Linked DNA regions of Mus musculus: region 2 is linked to region 1. The links are chromatin contacts, called in public Hi-C maps. All regions are on one chromosome and are shown on one strand. Each heading gives the region's core, a stretch centred on a gene start, on an enhancer-like site or on the middle of the called end of the contact. The rest is flanking DNA. Distances are from core to core; before and after follow the strand shown.

Region 1 (7,412 bases), core at 1,607-4,106:
TTTCTGGCCGTGCTGGTCTGTGCTGCATCATGAGATTCTACTGCAGCCTTGGCTCTTTGTACTGTGCATGCTATCACATTAAACAACACTAGCACATGTTGCTTGAAATAGCTCAGCTCAGATTTCTGACTTTTATATGTTATAAATTACACTGTTTTATTACACACAGAGTGCTTTCTGTTCTTGTAAAAACACAGTGGCTTAATTACAGGAAATAGAGACTTTTTAATAATTTTCTACCATCATTCATCAGCATGTGCATATCAAATTAGTCAAATTTGAATTGTATTGCTAGAAATTATTTTTTTTTCCTTTGGAAGTCACCAAGCGAATTACTCTCTTGAGTTTAGTAATATGTTATTAACAGAGTTTTGGTTTGGAATTGGGACATAATTTCTAATAATTTCGACAATGGCCCTGACTGTTCTTCTGCCATTTTGTACTACTATTCATCCACTCATGTTTCTTAGCAATAAGGTTATATGGTAAGAATACTTATCAACTCTAAAAGTATAGAAGATGCTCTATGTGTCTGAATACCCAATATCCAATCAAGATTTGGTTCTTTCTGCAAAATTAAAGACACTCATTTATCTCATCAGTATGCAAATCTGCATAATCTTTAGAGGTACAATTATATGTATATTAAAGAATAGTGTTACAATAAATTTATTTATGGTGATTATTATCGATAAGTATTTGATCTGCATACCTATTTTATATATCTGTATACACAGGGCTATATAAACATTTCTTGAATGAATAGAGCTCATGAATAAAAATAATTTGAGAAGCCCTTATCTAAGCTAAATATATTGTACACACCAATGTCTTAGTTCCAAAAGATAGCTCACAAGGTAGAGACAGGTCATGTGGCCAAAACTGTGCTCCATGAGGTAGACAGCAGATGGATTAGAATGCCACCTCTTGAAAATCCTAGACAGATGCCTCAGTAGTAACCCAAGACTCAGATTGTAGTATGCAATCAGTTTGGCAGGGAATGGTATATTTCCAGCAGAATTATTTGGATTCTTTTATGTGTTAAGTGCCTAATAGTTCCATCTAAGTATGGTGATGATCCATGTGCAGGATGCTGTAGCTTCGATTTGGATTGTTCCTTAAAAGCTCATGTGGTCAGAAAACCTTGGTTTCAATGAGAGGTAATGGAGCCTTTAGGAGGTAGAGCTTAGTAGGAGCTTTAGTGCATTAGGAATGTACCCTTGAAGAGGACAGTGAGCCTTCCTTTCTCTTTTATTCCCTGGTGAATAGGTTGCTCAGCCACATGCTGACTCTATGATATGCTACCAAGGGCCTAAAGCACCAGGGACATTAGTCATGGATTGAACCCCCCATCTGGGTCCCAAACAAAGCCTTTTGTTTTGTAAGTTGATTTTTAAGGAATGTGTTACAGAGACAGAAAGCTGAATTATACATAGTATGGTACCCAAAGTCTTGCCTCCAGTGTCTCTTTTGAGCAAGACTTTGTTTCTTGTTTCTTACATCTTGGATTTCTCTTTGATTGGTGGTAGTGATGGGATTAGCATTTAGCATGGATAAAGAAAAAGAATGGAGAAATATAATCCAGGCACAGGCTTCTGGTCCAGGCCATCCCCTTTCACACAAAGCTGAGAACTGATAGGTCAGAATTTCCGGTTAGATTTCTGCTCTACCACAAAGTATTCTGGGGCTTGCTTTTGAGGTCTTTGTCAGTATCAAAGGGTGACACAAAAGCTGTTCATTATTAAATATGGGTCTGAATGAGATTAACACAGCAAAATAATAATGTAAAAGTATTCCCATTATTCTTTATGGAATTCACGGGAAGTGAGCCAGAGATTTTAGGAAGATAATTGCCACAATGTGAAACATAATGCTGGAAGCCCAACTTAGAATAACACTCCTGTGTAATAAGCCTCTATACTTAACCCAGGCAAAGCACCGTTCTTTTCACTGGCTATTATGTCTGTCCACTCCCCTAAGCTACAAGCAGAACAGTGGACAGGGCTGAACCTTGAAGGTCGGTCTTTTGCACTTTGTGGCTTCAGTGCTTTAGCCTCCTTGAAGAAACCAATATATTAATTTGGGAACGAAGTGTGGAGTGGAGTTGAAATCATCAAGGGTGGATGTGTTTAAATTGAGAGCTGGACTGAGAATGTAGCAATCGAGAAAGTTGTGTGTATCAGAGATACATGTTCTCATTGCTCACCAAGGAACTCAGGGGCAGTGAACCTGAGATCTTGGGAAGATGATTTCTTCAGTGTGAATCTATCTATCTATCTATCTATCTATCTATCTATCTATCTATCTATCTATCTATCTATCTCTATCTATCTATCTATCTATCTATCTATCTATCTATCTATCTATCTATCCTTTCTGTCTCTCTGTCTCTTTTTTCTCTCTGTCTTTCTGTCTAAGTCTTTCTCTCTCTCTCAACATGGAAGAATGGACATGCAATCTTTGATTTAGGCTTTCATTATGTAGTTCAGGATTTACTTGAATTCACTAACCCAGGCTAGCCTGGAAATTGCACCAGTCTGCCTGTCTCAGCCTTCCTAGTGCTGTAATTACTAGCATGAACCACAGCACCTGGCTATCCTTCTCTTTCTTAAGTTATGGCAGAGTATTAGATTGTGCTTCACACATGACTATAGATCAGTGGGGAACAACATCTCTCCTTGAATGTTCCTTAAAGTTGCTCAGGCAAAGCTCAGATTCATAGGTTGTCAGCCCCTTATTCTCAATGAATGCTTTCTTGCCATAGAAGGCAAGGCTTCAAACTAAGTTGCGTCCCTTTTGACACTAAACAGATCAGACAGAACTGGATCCAGCCTGTCTGTGCATTCACTTGCTGGGCAGCATGCCCGTGCTCTTTTCACAGAAGCACAGTAAGAATTGAATCTCTGTATACACACAGACTGGCCAGGAATGGGCAGAGATACCCTGGCAAAAGCTGCACTTGGCATCACTATGCCATTTCAAGATTCCTGATCTCATCACTTAAGATCTAAGGGGTCATGCATCACAAATCCCAGCCTCTCTGAGACTGTAAGACCCACATTTGTAAGAAGGGAATGACAATGTGTCACAGCAAATGAGACGACCAGCAGAACAAACACTTGTGATTTGTAAGATGCTGCATAAAGTTCTGGCTGTGGCAGAGGCAAAGAGGGATACAGAGGGCCCCTGAATCCTGGCAGCTCAAAGCTTTGTGTATATTTCCCAAAGCTTTCCATCAGATAGAAACCTGAGGCAGGAGAGTCACTGGCACACAGTATCTGAACTGTGGCTAAATCTGGGGAACCATTATAGGACTGAGCCTTGAGAAGGAACTGAGAGCACCTCATACATTCTAGTTCTGTCAGCTCCACGATTGTAATCCTTGCCTATGTCTCCCTATGAGCTCTTAATGGCCATATTTTGTTTACACAAAGTTCTCTTGTTTATTTACACCTCCAAATGACCCATAGCAAGGAAGTCACCATGCAGAAGGAATCAAGACATAGAGTCCTACATGAATGTAACCCAAGTCTGGTTGCTTGCTGCAATATAACAAACATACAAACATGGTAGATTCAAGTGGCAACCATTCAGCTGTACCTCATGTACTGTTGTGTCCAGGGAATTCGCTGCCTACTTAGTGCATGTTGGACTCATGTGTTGGTATTTCTTGCCCAACAGTTGGAAGTGGAGCAAGGTCTACCTTGTTCCTCTTTATTTCTAAACTACCAATGTTTCTCCTATCACCTTCCCAGTGAGGGTTTCAGCATTCTTTCTCCAAAACAGAGTCTTCCAATAGGCTCTGGTAGAACATGCAGAGCTTCTTATGACCTAGCCCATAAGCGGCTGAATATCACTTCCACTATGTTCTGTTTCCCTGTGAACTCAGATTAAAACCAGGAAGGAGCCCCATCTGTTTAGAGGGAACTTTCACATGTATTCTCAGCAGGGACGGACTATTGGCTGCCTTAGAGACAGACTGGCGACCCAGAATGTCAGCATGTGAAGTTGATATGTCTACCAGTCTACCTGTACATTGGAAACCTCAGGCATGATACTCAGATCCTACCTTCTGAAAACTAAGAATAACAGAGCATCCTCAGAGGGTCTTTCATGAAACACCGCAGCCTCAGCTCTTCACTGATTGAAAGGAATCACTGATGCGCTGGCTGTGTGTAGATTCTGCTAAGGGGAAAGCTGCTTTACTGTACATATAGTGAGCCTACTGTGATCAGAGGTAATGAGTGGGCAGATGCCAGAATCAATGCTGGATTCCCCTTTATAAGTGTCTTCACTCCATTGTCCCAAAGTTTGCTCACCTGCCAATGGAGATTACAACACTGGATTTATAGCAGAAGCAAATGGGAGAGAATGTGTGATCTGGAAACAGAAAACAGTCTATGACTATATTGATTTGTAAGAAAAGACGGCAAATTTGGAAAGAGGGAGGTAATGAGTATCTAGGAAGATGCTATTGTGTAGCATGGGGGGAATGCAGGCAGAAGTGAGAGATAAAACTCAAACATAAAGAAGCGATGACAAAATTGAATGTGAAGATACATGGTACAAAGAGAATGAAGGTAGGAAGGCAGAGAGAGCGAGAGTGAGAGAGAGAGACTTTCTCTATAAATCAGGTCTTCAGCATGGTGTTCTCTGAAAAATACACCGAATTGTAAATCACATGTATATTAAGCTAATGTTCCTTGTCTGCAAACATCATAACTTGGGGAAGAATTTATTTGTTTTTCCCCAGAGAACAGGAGCAGTAGAGTTGCATTCTCTAGGAAGTAATTAGGACAGTAATAATTTTAAAAAGTCATGCACTAAAATTGACCCAGAATTAGAATAACAATGTGGCATCAGATGGCGCCACAGTTGGATGTGACTCCAGTCTCATCTATTTAACTGTCTGCCTGTGAGGCAGCTGGTGGCACATAAGGCTCTGATCTCAGGGCAAGCAAAAAAGGGAACTCGAAAACAAGATGGATTTTGATTAAGGGAGGCCCTCATGCTCTCTCAGGAACACAGATATAAATGCTTGTGTGTGTGTGGGAACCTCCAAATTGTCAACTCAAGTGTGTGTGTGTGTGTGTGTGTGTGTGTGTGTGTGTGTGTGTGTGTGTGTGTAGTAAATCCTGGCCTGAGATAGTTTGAAACTTTGGCTTGGCTATACTGGATTTTGATACACAACAGTAAAAGAAAAATAACCCCTTCTTATTTTTATTTTTGCTTCTTTCCCAGGCTGGTAATATGTAGTACAAAAATACTCTGGCTATGCTGGGCAGATTAGGGAGGCCAATTCCTACTCAGTCTTGACCATGAGGTGTACTCTCTGACATGCCTTGTTGCTATGCTATGATGCTTGATGGTTTGCTTATATGCAGTGCATCTTTAACTTACTGCCAAAAGGAGCTGGAACCGACTGTCTCTGTTCACATGCAGATGTCAACATGAGTGACAGTGATTCATCCCGACACAGACATTACATGTAGACTGCTCTGAGGACATCAGGGTTAGTCACAGACACACACAGACTTGGGGACACTTTTGTAGTACACAATGCAAACTGTGGAAAGCCACTTTGAATGAATACATGAACAATCATCACCAATAAAATTTATCTTAAAAACAACTATTCAGTGTTGCTATGAATTGTCTTTATAGCATTCACAAAACCATTCTCTTCAGAGATATCTATTAAAAGCAGCTAAGAACAGTGAGAGTGTGGTGCCCAAGATAATACAGGCTCTTCTTCACAGGCCTCTGGTGCTCAGCACAGTGAAAGCAAAACTCCACTATGGGCGATGCAGCCAAAAGCTCTAGCCCTTTAGCAGAGCCAAGCCAGCCTGCACGTCTCCACATAATGACAGTTCCTTCCTTTATGTTATAGACAGGCTTGCTGTTATCTGTGAATGTCATGATTTCAGTCTTGGCATTTTTCCTGACACTGGTCAACTGGGCATGAACTCCCATGGAGGTCTCAGACGATGGGCCTTGTTAGAGATACATGTGTTTAGTGAAGTGGTGGGCCTAAGTGAGAGTCAGGCAAGGTCCTCTGAGACCCGAAGTCCTGGCACAGGCCTCCAAGCTGCTCTACGGTATAGATTGCTGTCTGTCACAGGTGATGTCAGGCGAAACCTTAACTAGTCAGATAAGGCTAGAGCCTGTGTTTGGGCAGTGGAAAAGAAAGGAGGAGCTGAAAGTTTTAGAGAGGGGACAGACAGAGGGACAGAGATGGAGAGAGACGGAGAAAAGATGGAGGACGAAGATGAACCAGATCCACGTGGCCTGAAAGAGCCAGAGGGAGCTATGGATATCATAAAAGGACAATAGGATATTGTAGGATATATTTGCCCCATCTAGGAGTATAGCTTGTACTTATATCAACTGAGTTTTCAGTTTTTTGAGTTTTTTTTTTTTTTTTTTTGGTGTGGGCACTTTGCGGGTTGAGGTTTTACTGGTACAAATCTGGCTGATAAATTGATAAATTACAAGCTTCTAGAGTTTTCATTTTACGGAGCTAGGGATTAGAGCCAGCAGCAGCCGGTCTCGACAGGCTAGCTGCAGGGTCTGGATGGCTTGGGAAAAGCAAGCAGTTTGACAGCAGCGAACCTTCAGAAACTGGGAGGTCCACCACTTGGAGATAGCCATAGGGGCAGGGAGACTGCCGCTTCCAGAGTGTAGCCGGACATAGCAAGGGTTGTTTAATAATTACATATTTACCATGAATTAATATCAAGGGAAACCTGAGTATAGCTTTTGGCTTCACCTTTACTTAACTGTTAGTAGCTGATATTGACCATCACTGACTTTGGCGATCATTTGGCTGAGCAACTAGTCTCTTGCTAGTCAGGACAAAGACAACATCTCTGACAATCAAGTTTTGGTGATAACAGTTGCCTGGTCTGCTCTTTAGGAATTTGGGGCCAACCTTTATTAAAACCAATCTCCTAGGTAACATTTTGATATCAGAGAAACAAAGTTACACTCTCAGATCAGGTTAACACTACTATTTTGAGACTCACAAAAACCTATGGAGAGTGATTACACAGATGGGGACCACAAACGTCTTCACTTCCATCATCTTTCCCAGCCTTAAGTCACTGGTTCGGCCTCCCACACGTGCTCTCTAGTCTTCAAATGTTATTGCTTTCTGAATAAATGCTTTTCTTGTGCAAAATTTGTAATTTCCATTGCATGGTAGGGATAAAAAGACCTGGTTTAGTAACTATTTGCATTGAATGAAAATACAGATAAATGCTTGACAGAAAAAAAATAAGTGAGGAAGCAAATAAATACAAAATAAAACAAGTCTTTGCTTTATGGAGATATAATGGCCTTCTTCCTCACTATCAAAGGATGGTCTAGTGAGGGGAAATCCCTTTGTTAAAGAGAAGTGAATTGGATGGACT
Region 2 (7,412 bases), core at 2,270-4,769, 91 kb before region 1:
GTGCCAGTCTATGCCTAGGGATCTGCATTCTCCAACAGGCAGGGGGACTAGAAAAGAACAAAGGGAGATGTACAGGCCTGCACTGGCATAAAACAAAATTACCAAAGTTTTATATGAGAGGACATGATGAAAGTGCTCACTTAACAAAAGGATAACTAAGGATCCCTTTGTACAGTGCTCTTCATAAAGGTATTTCAAAGTCTACCCAACTCTAGGAACACCACTGACATTTTTTTTTAGGAATAGCTTTTATCTCAAAGAAAATTTAGAGGTACACTAAGGGGCTCTGCAAGGGAAGGCATTCCTCCTGCTAACTCTCCTAGCCTTCTCTGGGGTGTGGCACACCTCTCTATAGTACTAAAATCACACTGGGTACCAAATCCCAGCAGGCATGGCACACACACACACACACACACACACACACACACACACACACCGCCTCCTAGGATCCAGTAAGTGAGACAGGAATGCCCACGTAGGTTTCCTAATGAACCCCTGGAGCATGCAGCACTCTCAGTGAGCCTTGCCAACAACAGCAGCAGACAATTTACATAAGCAATTGCTCCCTAGCAAATAAGACTCATTTGAGGAGGCAAATATGAAGGACAAGTTCAGTCCATTGCAGCCCTTCCAGGTCACTGTTAAATGAGGAAGAAATTAATTGCTTATAATTTACAAATTGAGGTTTAAAGATTTTACCATTTTTTTAAAAAAAATTATTTTGTTGTTCTTGAAGGAACTAGTCAACTAAAATCTTGCTCAGACCCCAGGTAGACAGGTATAGCACATTTAAAAGGCCAGTTTTCCTCAGTAATTGTAATTGTCTTTCCTCCAGCAATGGTCTACTTGTTCTTCCAATAAAAGTAGCGGGCTATCTTTTTTCCCCCCTGCGATATAAATGAGGAGAGGAATATCTTTCCTTGTATGAACATCATCTGTGCTCTACTGAGATCATTAGTAACAGTCATATTTTGAATCCAGAATGTAGCTCAGTGGTATAGCAATGTTTAGCATTTGTGGTGAGGCCCTGGGATCCAATCCAGCATAGAAACAAAACACACACGAATTATTATGATGGCCAGGCCAGCTTGCAATAAACTGCCATCATTCTCAGAGACAGGACCATGTGCAGACAGGTAAAGTCAGCTAGAAATTATTTTTTTTCTTTTTAAAGTTAAAATCAAAATGAAGCACTCACGAAAAACCCGTATGTAAACATATTACTTTTCTAGCTCATTTTAAAAATACAATTTAACAGCAATATAATTTATTATTTTAACCAATACATTTGCTTTGTTGGATACATTCATACATTCATAATTGTATAGGCTTACAGACACCAAATGATGCTATGATTTATTTGTATAATGTGGAATCACCGAATATTCCTCCCCTCAGTCATCCTTTTGGGAATAGATTTTGAAGTCTTTCCCAAACAAGGCCTCCAGGACTCTGAGAAACAAGGAGGAGGCGGCCAAGGCCAAGGGCATCTCTCTACCTTTCCATATCATTGAAGATTTCTGTAATAGGAAAGTTTGAAGTGCTTCCTTCCTGCTCCCTCTTCCCTGGTACCACAGTACCCTCTCTCACTGAAAAGGGGCAGCTAATTTACTATGAGTCCTCTCTGCAGGGGCAGGCAGTGGGGGCAGGGTGAGAAGGGCATCTGATCACTTACAGAGACAAGCTTGTCCCAGCAAAAGGCTAAAGTGTTCCTAGGTGCGAGAGAAGGAAGCAAAGAGGAAAGAAAGATGCTTTCTCACACATCCACAGGCCCCGCACCTGTGGTCTAAAACTTCGAAACGGCGGTCAAAGGCATGAGCAACTTCTCTGAAAATTCCCCTCAGCTTCTCCCCTCCTCCAAACAGACACCAGGCTACAGACACTTTTATCAGGACCCCCTTTCCCCTCTTTGAAACCACTTCTCTGCAAACACCCAAGCTGCAGACACCTTGACAAAGAAAAATCCACAGGCTCTGAGATATGTTAGGAGGTTGTTACCCCCTGCACCGTCCCCCCCTCCATCCCCCACACCGCTCAAGCTGCAGGTCTGCGCAGTTCGCAGCCTGATGGTTACCACCTCGCGGCTCTGCAGAAGAGGGCCCTAGAGATGCATGTCCCGCTGCCTGATTCTAAACAGAAAAACAGCCCCTAGGTATTTGTCAGACCCCTACGTCCCCCAAACAGCTAAACTGAGACCACTGTTTGCTGCACCAAAAACCCTGGTGAGACTATGAAAGACACAGGCAACCCAGTTCTTGCCCGCAGCGCAGAGGCGCCACCTCCACATCAAACACCGCAGGAGTGTGGTGCGCACCTTAAGTCTGAGGCACCGTGTGCCTGCGCTTCTGCTAGCAGAACACCCCACAGAAAATGAGGAATACCAGAAGACCCCTTCTTGTGGTCCTTTAGTAAAGCCAACCAACCCTTATCCTACTTGCCCAAAGCTCAACTGAAGGTTCCTCCACCACACCGCTAGGGTCCAACAAAACAGGCACATGCCCAAAGCCCTTCTTTCTTAAGAAAAGTGTCCAACTCCATGGATGCTCCACTCTCTCCAGTATTTACAGAGAGGACACGAATGAAGTGTAGAAATCACGCCCAGAGACAACAAAATTAGAATCTGAACCCTTTAATCGCATCTGCTTGCGCCCATCTCGGCGCCAGGACTGGCGGCTCCGAGGCTGCAGACTGTCGCGCTGCCAGGGACCGGACAGCTCATAAAAACCGGTCTCGTTTTGGATGGAGGTGAAGGGTTCTAGAAGTCCGGTCTTCCGCTCAGGTAACCGATTGTGCACCCACCCACCCCAATCCTGATGCTCTGGAACTCTACATTCTCTTTCCCCTCGGCCCTTTGCTTTCCTGTCCCATGTGGACCTCACTGACTGCCACCTCCGCGGATGCCTTTCTCGCCAGCCCCTCTTGGACTCAGCTAGGTAGCTCCAGGGACTGGTCGGTATCATCTAGGTGTTCCAGTACACCGGCCTGGCCCCCAGCAGCCTGGCTTTGCCGAACTCAAGACACAGACGCACTAGCTCTAACCGACGTCGCACAGCAGCCCCTTCACGCCGCCTGGGTACCCAAGGTGGCAAGGCGCCAAGTCGCACCCTGGGCCGGTATTACCAGTTCCTGTCCTCTCTGCATCTTCCCCGTCAGGCGCCATCTCCCCTCTCTCGGGGCGACACTGTGTCTCCCTAGTCCGGCCACTGCGACCCTTCAGGACTTACCGCGGCCGGCACACCATCACCGCCGCCTGGTCTGCGCGCTGCGAGGCGGAGCAGGACACCCGCCTGCGCCAGGGCATCCTCTCGCGCCCGCCACACCCGCCCACTCCGGTGGCCCGGGGTCCTCCCGCGCAGCTCTGGTGCTCGGGACTTACCTCCGGGACAAGGTGACCCGGCTGGTGCGCCCAGGCGGCCGCCCGCGCGTCTCGAGAGCCGGGAAGCGTGAGGGGCGCGGGGCGGTGCGGAGCCCGCCTCTGCTTCTGGGCTCGTGGCTCTCCGCCTCTGCCCTCCCCTGCGCGCAGCTTCCCCCGCCGCTCCCCTCCTTGGATCACTGCCAGCGCCCTGGGCTGCCCCGAGCACACAGTTCCCGAGAGCCGAACACAGGGCTGCGGCGCCACCCTTCCAGAACCCGGTCCTCTTGGCCCCTAGGAGCACAAAGGGCGCGGGCTGAACTAGGGGTGACCCGGGATGTGCCGTTCCACTCTTTGGTCTCGCGGAGCCTGGCGACTTGTGTGCAAGAGTATGCGGCCGCGGTCCCCGGGAGAAGGTGGCCGTGAGGAAGAGGAGGGGGAGAGAGAGCGGCAGCACACGAAGGTGGCCACTAACTTTGCTCCAGGCTAGCTGTGCCCTCGCCAGTGATAGCGGCTGGCGGGTGGCCGGGGGCTAGTGTCTGGAAACGTTGGGGCGACTGAGATGGGGGAAGGGGGACTGCCACTGGGAACTAGGAGGACAAGAATTAGCCGCCGACTGTGGAAACGGTGGCTTCCCTTGGTCCTAAAAGACCTCCCAGGCTCCAGGTCGACTTGAGGTTCAGAAGGTTTCTCTGGACACTGTAGGTTCAGAGAAAGACCCACGTCCTGACCAGCAGAAGGAATAAAGACAGAGACCAGCCTGAAATCGGTACTCTGGGACTCAAGCCTGTAGCTCGGACCAACACCATTGTAGGTGCACTGCGGGTGGCCCCATGGTAGTTGCTGTGGAAGGAAACTGGGCCGACGACGCCTTGGGGGTGGGGCAGAGTGGTGGCTTGGAGTAGGTCGAGGAGAGCCCTAGTAGAGCCGCCTACGAAGACAATCTACATTTCAAACGTTGGGGAAAATCATGCTCGAGTGGGCGTGTTTTCCTTACAGATTTTATAGAGAAGGAATTAGAAAATTCGCCAAAAAGAGGATCAAAAGTTGTCTTATCTGAATGACCCCCTTTCAAAACAAGGGAAAATTCACCTTGCTTCAGCTCTCCCAAACCCAAACTTTTTCTCCCTGGGGAGTCAACATTGCTAATTCCCTAGTGGTTCCTTGGATCTATAGCTATCTTGTATAGATTCCTGCCCCTTGCCTCAAAACCAAGATTTTGCCCCCAGAAACTGCCGCATCTAGCCAAGTAGAATTTGGAGTGTCAGAGTTGGAGGTAGCTCAAATCCTGCCTGGGAGCCCTGTGCAGCACTTGGCTTCTGGGGACCTTTAGCTGTACATAGAAAACAAAAAAATCAGATTTGGATGGCTTAGGAAGGAGGTTGAGCTGATTAGTGGACCCAGGTGTGTTCAGAGAAGCTCCTTGCTTGGGTTCATCTGAACGTCTTCTTTACATCTAAATATCACACTCATTCTCAACTTCTGCAGCAGCTAGGCACCTGGCTTTCTTCTACTGGTTGCTCTGAGCTCCAGGCAGCTCTTTTATCTGGGACAGCCTGAAAAGGACATTGTGAGTATCCCCCATTTAGTATCTCTTAAATTAACAGAAACTGTCAGCCTTACCTCTCTCTGTAAAACAGCTTATGGTCTCTGGTTCCTTCCTGAACAGAACATTCTCTGCTCTCCTGTGAACTGCTAGGCTGAGCATCCATTGTTAGAGCCATGCAGGATGCAGAATCAACACTGCTGTTTGTCTATTGAAGAGATGGAGACTTGAAAGGCTGAGAGAGTCTTGTCTCCCAAACTGCCGGGGTCACCTACAACTATAATTCATTCTCTGTGTCTAAGCCAAGCTATCTTGGTAGTCAGCCTTTAGGTTGCCTTAGAGGTTCACTTGGGTTTGCCAGAGCATCTGCTTGGTTTACAACTGCTAGAATTTTAAAGCGAGTTTTCCCCCCAAAATTGCAGTCAGGTAACTTGTCAAATGTAGGGTTAAGACTCACCATGGATCCCAACTGTCTCTGTGTTACCTCCAAATAGAACAATGGCCTCCAGGGTTGAGTCCCTGTGACCTGCCTCTATGTGTTAGATATTGCGAAAATTTTCCATGGATGATTTACTGGGTCTGCATAGGAACACAGGCATTTATTCACAGATGGACAGCATTTTCCAGCCTTTGGTTGTCTGGATAGGTAGGTAGATAGATAGATAGATAGATAGATAGATAGATAGATAGATAGATAGATAGTATGTGTGTTTCTGTGTGTGTGGTGTGCGTGTTTGAATTTCTGAGATAATGTCAAAGACTTATTTTTCTTAATCTACATTATCCACTTTGCCACTTAATATGTTACTTTCTAATTGTAGACTGGATGTTCGCCTCTCAGTTGAAGCTGGGATTTTTATTGTGTTTTAAAAGAAATTTACACTTCCTAGTTGAGAATCATGTATTAAGAGGGATCTCATCTATTACTGTTAGAGGATAGAATACCTCAGTTAATCTGGAATACAGCACACATGTGAGCCAGTTTTTCCTACATGCAAAGTCATAGTGGTTCAGAATGTGATTGTAGCGATTTTGATAAAATATAGCAGTGAAATAAAGGTTTTCAAGAAAATCAGTGAAGAGTTGTCATGTATCAGGCTACAACAGGACACCACAGAAATTGCTAATCTCCAGGAAATTGGCTAACCTTCTCAACAATGCTTATCTCTTAGAGGAGATTACAGAATTCTCAGAGATTTGTGAGGTGAGTGGGGCCAGTTCCTGTGTTGTGAGGAACTGTCACTCAGGTGCTGAACAAGCTGTCAAGCCTTTGGATAGCAGAGATAGGGGACGTGATAAGGAGAATACAGATTTAAGAGTTTTGTTGTTGGTTTCTTGTTAGATAGAAACCACTTCTAAGTGTGTATTTAACTAAAAAGCTCTAAAATTGAAGATTATTAAAAGTATCAGGATGATTTGTGCCATGTGTTTAGGTGTCAACAGCTCTCATCCAAAAATCATCTTTAATAGAAATGTTTAACCTTCTCTAGTTGATCAAAATACCAAGGCAGATAAAATAAGATTGCAACCAATTATAAAGCTATGACAATAATTAGGGCTTTGTTTGTTTGCTGTTGCTTCTCTCCCTCCAAGATCTGTTATTAAGTTGTTTGTCTTGAGTTTAGGAGATTTAAGAATCAAAAGGTTGGGCTGTCTGGTTAAAGTCAAATCTTATTAACTTGGAGAGTAGAAAGATAGCCTTTCCAGTAGCTGATAAATCACCTTAATAAATCACGTTAATTAATAAATCATGTTAATAAACATGGTAGCCAACCTGTACATGGGACATGAATTGCTACCAAACACAAAGGGGGAAAATTCTAACTCCTAAATTAGAGTATCCATGTCAGAGACAAGGTGACACGGATTTAGATAAGGAAATGAAATAGAAAGTCAGAATGTTAGTTGGATGGGGCATTCACTTAGCTAAACTCCCGACGTCCCAGGTTAGGAAGCAGTTACAAATGAGCTGGGTCTTGGTGATGTTCAGCTTCAGTTTCAGCTCCATGATGGCCCAGGGTTTTCAGAGTTCACTACCAACAGAACTGCTCCAGCAGAACAAACTCCTCTGCAAGAGAGCTTTCTCAGACCTCCATTACAGGGCCTCACTGACTGAAACAGAACTAGTCACACAGCCCAGATCAGAAGTAGAAGCAATGGCTTCCACCTTCAGGTGAAGTCACATTGACATTGGAAATGGCACATTTTGCAGGAGGCCACACCCAGGAAAGAGATGTGTTCTTTCCATGTATGGCTTTCTTTCTTCTTTTCGTTTCCCTTTTCTTTTTTTCCCCCTCAGTTCTGGGAGTGAATGCTCAGGCCTCGAGCACTGTAGTCCTATATTGTACCACTGAGTCACCTCCCCTTTCTTCTTTTCACTTTTAAGAAAGTGTCTCAGAATAGAACTCAGGTTGACTTGGAACTCTGTATATAAGTCAGACTCTCTTCCTGCCTCAACCTCCTAAATATGTGATTTTACAGGCCAGTCTCAACATACTCCAGATCCACATTAAC

What was found. A called contact is a pair of places that touch in the nucleus more often than the background predicts.
Region 2: a Hi-C map of cerebellar granule neurons shows a contact between it and region 1, with 2.8 times the contacts expected there. The contact joins the promoter of Syndig1 here to the enhancer-like site in region 1. A contact is called at or near these places in 1 of 39 promoter capture datasets (hippocampal neurons), 7 of 484 Hi-C or Micro-C datasets (cerebellar granule neurons, cerebellum, embryonic stem cells and 1 more), 2 of 115 datasets of contacts at active chromatin or transcription factors (embryonic stem cells and forebrain) and 2 of 9 other capture datasets (adipose tissue and liver).

What each region holds. Positions count from the first base shown.
Region 1 is chr2:149,735,550-149,742,961 of GRCm38.p6, reverse strand. No RefSeq gene overlaps it. Among named protein-coding and RNA genes, the nearest start is that of Gm14133, 60 kb to the left of the region's middle. Within about 2 kb of position 2,856, at least 14 of the 459 cell types and tissues checked have an H3K27ac peak or open chromatin away from gene starts, as enhancers often do. A contact at or near this core is called in cerebellar granule neurons and cerebellum, where this site is marked.
Region 2 is chr2:149,826,890-149,834,301 of GRCm38.p6, reverse strand. Syndig1 (synapse differentiation inducing 1) reads right to left here and starts at 3,519. Exons shown (of 4, transcript NM_001085521.2): 1 at 3,377-3,519.